Regions from separate parts of the Macaca mulatta genome. Here region 1 is linked to region 2. A link is a contact called in public Hi-C data. All regions are on one chromosome and are shown on one strand. Each heading gives the region's core, a stretch centred on a gene start, on an enhancer-like site or on the middle of the called end of the contact. The rest is flanking DNA. Distances are from core to core; before and after follow the strand shown. Region 1 holds the start of BNIP3 (BCL2 interacting protein 3). Region 2 holds the start of PPP2R2D (protein phosphatase 2 regulatory subunit Bdelta).

The links. A called contact is a pair of places that touch in the nucleus more often than the background predicts.
Region 1: a contact with region 2 is called in a Hi-C map of cortical neurons, with 2.3 times the contacts expected there. The contact joins the promoter of BNIP3 here to the promoter of PPP2R2D in region 2. A contact is called at or near these places in 2 of 14 Hi-C or Micro-C datasets (CD4 T cells and cortical neurons).

Annotation. Positions count from the first base shown.
Region 1 is chr9:144,072,331-144,075,126 of T2T-MMU8v2.0, forward strand. BNIP3 (BCL2 interacting protein 3) reads right to left here and starts at 1,481. Exons shown (of 6, transcript XM_015148471.3): 1 at 1,320-1,481. The coding sequence starts at 1,365. It overlaps LOC144331369 (a long non-coding RNA gene), which reads left to right and starts at 1,697. Exons shown (of 2, transcript XR_013398455.1): 1 at 1,697-1,736.
Region 2 is chr9:143,998,039-144,000,738 of T2T-MMU8v2.0, forward strand. PPP2R2D (protein phosphatase 2 regulatory subunit Bdelta) reads left to right here and starts at 1,372. Exons shown (of 6, transcript XM_077947893.1): 1 at 1,372-1,467; 2 at 1,550-1,642.

The DNA.
Region 1 (2,796 bases), core at 231-2,730, 74 kb after region 2:
TTAAAAATATGGTTCTAGGGCAGGCGCGGTGGCTCAGACCTATTAATTCCAGCACTTTGGGAGGCCGAGGCGGGAGGATCGCTTGAGCCCAGTTCAGACCAGCCTGGGCAACACAGACCCCGTCTCTTAAAAAAAAAAAAAAAAAAAAAAAAAAAAAAAAAAAAAAAATGGTTGTAGTGTTCAAATATATATATATTTAATATATTACAGTAACTAAGTCCTGCCTAGTAAAATTTTTTTTTGTAATAAAATTAGCAACTCACTGAATTTATGTGATACATGGTTTTAAAAAATCTCAATGAAGATTAAAAGTTCACAGTCAGAGGTTTCCGCAGCCCGTTCCCAAGCTTATTTACATGCTAATTTTGCTTAGTAAACTCTGGCTTCAGAGAACACAAAGGTCAGCTGCCACCAGGTCCCTCCTCCCAGGCTTGGGCCCTAGGGACCCTGGGAAGGCGGCTTCAATGTCCGCTTCCCTGAGCAAATGCTGTCTGGACTCTGACGCGGACCCTCCGGGTGGGGAGGGTCTCCACGCCACCTGGCTGTGCGTGGGGCAAGTCCTGCACCCCGGGCCTGCGTTTCCCGCTGCGCGAACGCATGGTCTTGCGAATCTAGCCAAGGGCACAGGGCGAGCCTCTACTCGGGCATTAAGCAGCCTGTAACGACTGAGTGCGGCACTGGCAGCGTCCTTGTGCTTGTGTTTTCTTAACCCGTAAGTAATTTAAAGCTTTGTTTTGGAACGACCCTCTAGTAGAACTGGAACATGCCCATTAAATGCCATATTTTAAAAACACTGTAACCCCCTCCCATCTCCGCCTTCACCCTTCAGGAAATCCTAAATCACCACGGATATAAACATTAATAACAAAATTAAAGCACATAACAGTCCACTGGCCACGCCTTGGTGTTTGGTCGTTAAAACCAATACGGGTCTGAACTACAGACCGCGGAGGGCAACGTGGACTTTGAGGCTTCTCGGACCAACTGCGAGACGCAGATTCACCTCCAGGTGGAATTCCAACTTGGCGGAGCTGGAGAATCGGGGCTTTCCCGTGCGGTCCGACCCGGGTCCAAGCCAACCCCCGCCCGAGCGGCGAGGCCGCGAACCCCGGGCAGTACGTGGGGTCCCCATGCCCCGGGCTCCGCACGCCCGCAGGAGGGGTGGGCACGGGAGGGGCGGGTGGCGCAGCCTCGCACGGCCCGCGATGTCCCCCAGGCCTCCCGGGCAACCTCCCTTGGCGCCCCCTCGGCCTCCCTCTGGCCTTCCTCCAGGCTTCCCCCCGCGCCCCCTGGCTCCCGCGCCGCCTCCCCGGCCTCACCCTGCAGGCTCTCCTCCTGCATGCCGGGCGCTCCGTTCTGCGACATGGCGCCGGAGGGCGACTGCGGCGATGGGAATCCGCGCCGGGCTGCGGGCTGCGGACTGCGATTCAGCTGCGGGCGCTGGGAAAGCGGAGCGCCGCGGCCAGCTGCGCTCCTGGACTGAGCCCAGCCCCGCCGCCCGGCGGGAGGAACTCACAGGGCGGGGCGGGGCCAGGCGGATCTGCGGCCGCGTCGCCCATTGGCCGCGACGCGGGGCCTGCGCGTGCGCACGGGCGTGGAGTGCGTGTGGCACGTGCGGCGCGTGCGCGGGGCGGGTCCTGGGGGGTGGGCGAGGGGCTTGCGGTGCGCGGGACGCGGGCGGGGACAGGGGCGGGACGAGGGGCGCGCAGGCGCTGGGGCTTCAGCGACCGCCTGAGGTGAGCCGGAACGGGCGGGGCGCCGCGGCCTCGTGACGAGTGGGCTGCGAGGTCGCCGCCGCGGTAGGCGGTGGGCCGAGTCCTTTTAAAGGGGCGGTGGGGCCGGTGGGCGCCCTGGGCACTCGCTATCACGGGGACGGCGCTGCGCGTCGGGGCGGGGCCGGTCTTTACATCCTGCGAGTGGGGAAACTGAGGCGCGGGGCTGGCAGCGTCCGTGCGGGGGGCGTGAGGACGTGCAGGGAAGCGGCCGCTGCGGCCCGTAGGGTCGGGACGGCCCGTGGGGTCCCCCGTGGGGTCGGGACCTGCGCCGGGGAGGGAGCTGCGAGCGGTGGCCGGAGTTGAGCGTCTCGGGACGGGGCCGCGCCCCCGGGTCTCTGCCCGCCCCGCCGGGGCGCCCCTGCGTGAACAGCGGGGCCCGTTGTATTTGGGGCGTCCGCCCGCAGGAAGAAGCGGAGGCTCGAGCAGGGTCGGAAGAGTCCCCGGAGGGAGACGCAGACCCAGGGGCCCGGGAGAGGCGCCGTCCGCCTCTGCGGCGAGGGGCTTCCGGGGGGCGAACGCGGTGTGGGGCGGGCGGTCCCCGGGGGTGGGCTGGGGCCTCCGCGGGTCACGCGGCGGAGTGGCGCTGGGCCAGGCCGGGTGGGTGCCGGGCTTCCGTGGGAGCCAGCCTGGCAGGGGGGCCTCGCGGCCTCGGGACCGGGAAAAGGCGCACAGTCTTCAGAGGAAAGTCAAGTTTTCTCATTTCCCGCTTTTGATCAAAAGTCTTCCTTTTTGAAAGCATTGTTGATCCAAATCCAAGTATCGAGGTGCGCCCCAGAAACGCTGCTTCCCAAACAGCCGTGCCTGGTTTTGTGGGGAAGGAGGACGCTTCCCGCCAAGGAACCAGGCGCTCAGAAGCTGAACCGAGGTCACAGCCGCGGAGCCAGACCTCAGTCGCTGCGTGTTTTTCATCGCTGCTCTTGCCTGTTGAATCGTCTCTAGTCTTTGGAGTGCCATGATCTTGGTTTTCTGAGAAGTAACAAACATCCAGAGGCCAAGGTGGGGCACAAGCCTTTCATCTCAG
Region 2 (2,700 bases), core at 122-2,621:
GCCCATGCCAGGCATGGCCCTCCTTCCTGTCCTGGCACTTGGTAGTCTCTCCTCCTGGCCAAGCTTTCCTAGACGTCTGCATGCTTACTCGTTATCCCTGAGTCTTCTCCAGTCACCCCCGTGCAAGATTCCAACTCTCTCCATACACGTTTCCTTCTTCTCTGATTTTTCTCTCCAGCTCCGACTGGAGTGGACGAATGTTCCTGATTTGCAGCGACTGTCTTTTAGTGGTGCAATACCATCAGCGCCCACTGCAGCTATACTGAAAGTAGTTCTGATTCCGGACATCAATCCCATAGGGACAGTCTCCCTGATGATAGCTCGACTTCACATTTTTCAACTTTACGATGGGTAGATTGGGTATTAGATGCATTTTTGACTTAGGAAGAGCTTATTGGCGGGGAGGGTAGCCCCACTGCAAGTCGAGGAGCACCCGTAATCGCTCAGTATGCCAGAGAAAACCCCCCGCAAATGAAGAAACGATCGGCCCTGTTTCCCCAAGACTGCACTGGGAGCTCCGAGAACGTGTAAGGTAGCCATCTGGTGAGCAACGGTGCGCTATGAAAGGGAGGTGGACGGGGTTGGGAGACCGAGGCAGGCAGACGGCTCGAGCCCAGGAGTTCGAGACCAGCCTGAGCAACATAGACCCCCGTCTCCACAAAAAATTAAAAAATTCGCGAGCCTGGCAGCGCGTGCCTGTGCTCGCAGCTACTTCCGAGGTGAAGCAGTAGGATGGATTGAGCTCAGGAGGTCGAGACTTTAGAGAGCCGAGATGACGCCCCTACACTTCGGCTCGGGGTACCGAGCGAGACTCCGCGCGGGGGGCAGTGGGCGGGAGGTAGGGCTCAGGTGCGGCGCGCTCAGGTGAGGACGGCCCACATGCCCGCCCACCGCCGCCAAGCGCGCCCTCCATTGGCGGTTCGGTGGAGAACCCACACTCCCATTGGCCGATGCGGGATGGGGGCGTGTTCGGCCCAGTGGCGCCCGGAAGGCGTGTCCGGCCGCAGCCCAGGCCCTCCCGGAGTTCCCGGAGAGTAGGGGCGTTCGGCGGCGCTAGTCTTCAGGGGAGCGCCGGGCGCACACCGGACCACTACGGGAGGCCTAGCGCCGAGGGCCGAGGACTTGGCCTGCGCCCGCCGACCCCAGCTACCCTCTGCAGTCGCCCAGGCGTCCCTTCCCCCCTAGCCGACCGGCGCCGGGCCCAGGGCCGGGGTCGGCAGGCGCAGGCGCATTGGACGCCCCCGGCAACCCCCGCGTCCCGCCCCGTCCGCTGCCGGTCCGAGGAGGCGGAGGGCGATGACGTCATCGAGCGGGGCGACGGGCATTGGGCGCCATTTTGAAAAGGGAAAAAAATCCCTCCCCGGCGGCGGCGGCGGCCGGGGCTGAGCGCTCGGCTGTAGCGGCGCGGAGGCCGTCTCCCTGGTCCGCCGCGGTCCCCGCCCGTCCCGCCGCCGGCTGCCATGGCAGGTGAGGGGCCTGCGCGGGCCGGCGGGGGCCGCGGGGGCGGGCGGGGGCCGCGGCCGGCCTGACCGCCCCGTTGTGTTTGCAGGAGCCGGAGGCGGCGGCTGCCCCGCGGGCGGCAACGACTTCCAGTGGTGCTTCTCGCAGGTCAAGGGGGCCATCGACGAGGACGTGGCCGAAGGTGAGGCCCGCGCCGCGCCCCGCCCCGGGACCTTGGCGGGCAGCCCCCAGGCCGACCGCGGCCTCCGGGCCCCAAGCGCCCAAGGAAGGCAGGCAGGAGGATGGGGGCCGGGCGGGGCAGGGGCTGGGGGCCGTGGTGGGGGACCATCGTGGGGCGGCCGTCGTCTGTCCGCTGTCCTGGCCCGCGGGGCACGGGCGGAGGCGCCGGGCCCGCGGCGGGGCTTATGTAAGTCACCAAGGTCACGGGCGGCCGGGCCCTCCGAACCCAGCGCCTGGGGCTGCCTCCTGCCCGGGGCGGAATCGCGGAGACCGCGGCGGAGTCGGGGACGGGAACGGAGTCCAGATTCTGCGCTCAGGCAGCGCGGCACAATGGCCCGGAGGATGGGAACGCGCCTAGGGCTGGGTCGGGGCCTCGGCCCCCGCCCGGCTCTGCGTTTCCTCGCCGGTGCGCTCTTGAGCAAGCTGGTTGCCTCGGTTTGTCCACCCTTAACAAGAGAGCTGGACGCCCTGATTGTTAAGGTCTGCTTTCTGAGGTTCTAACATCCTTGAATTTTACTGTGAAGTATTGCTCCTTTCTCTATTGATATATTTTGAAGTCTCTACTCCAGATTTTAATCTTGAACTTTATGGTATTACTGAAAGTTCGCTGGTCATTTCCTTAAATCATACCCTTAAATTGGCCCAGGCGCAAAGTTTTAGGGTGGTAGGAGGAAACTGGGGAGTGCCTCCCGCCTCAGCTTCCCATGAAGCTTGCATGTCACCCTCGAGTGAAAAAGCTGTGTAGCTTTCCTTCTTCACCGTTGAATGGAGAACTTGGTCAAGTCTTAGAAGTTTGATTAATATTTCAGATTTAGAGCCATAGTGACTTTTTTGTTGTTTGTATATCTTACTGAACATTGTAAACCTTTAACCTTTTCTTAAAAATGATTTGTGTTTGCACCAAATACACCTTCCCTGCCTCAAGTTACTAGAAGCCCCTTGTCAGACATTCTGTTCACTTCCCTCCATCTCAGCCCCTCCCATGACATTTTACTCCCTCTTCCCTACCCTGTACCTTTC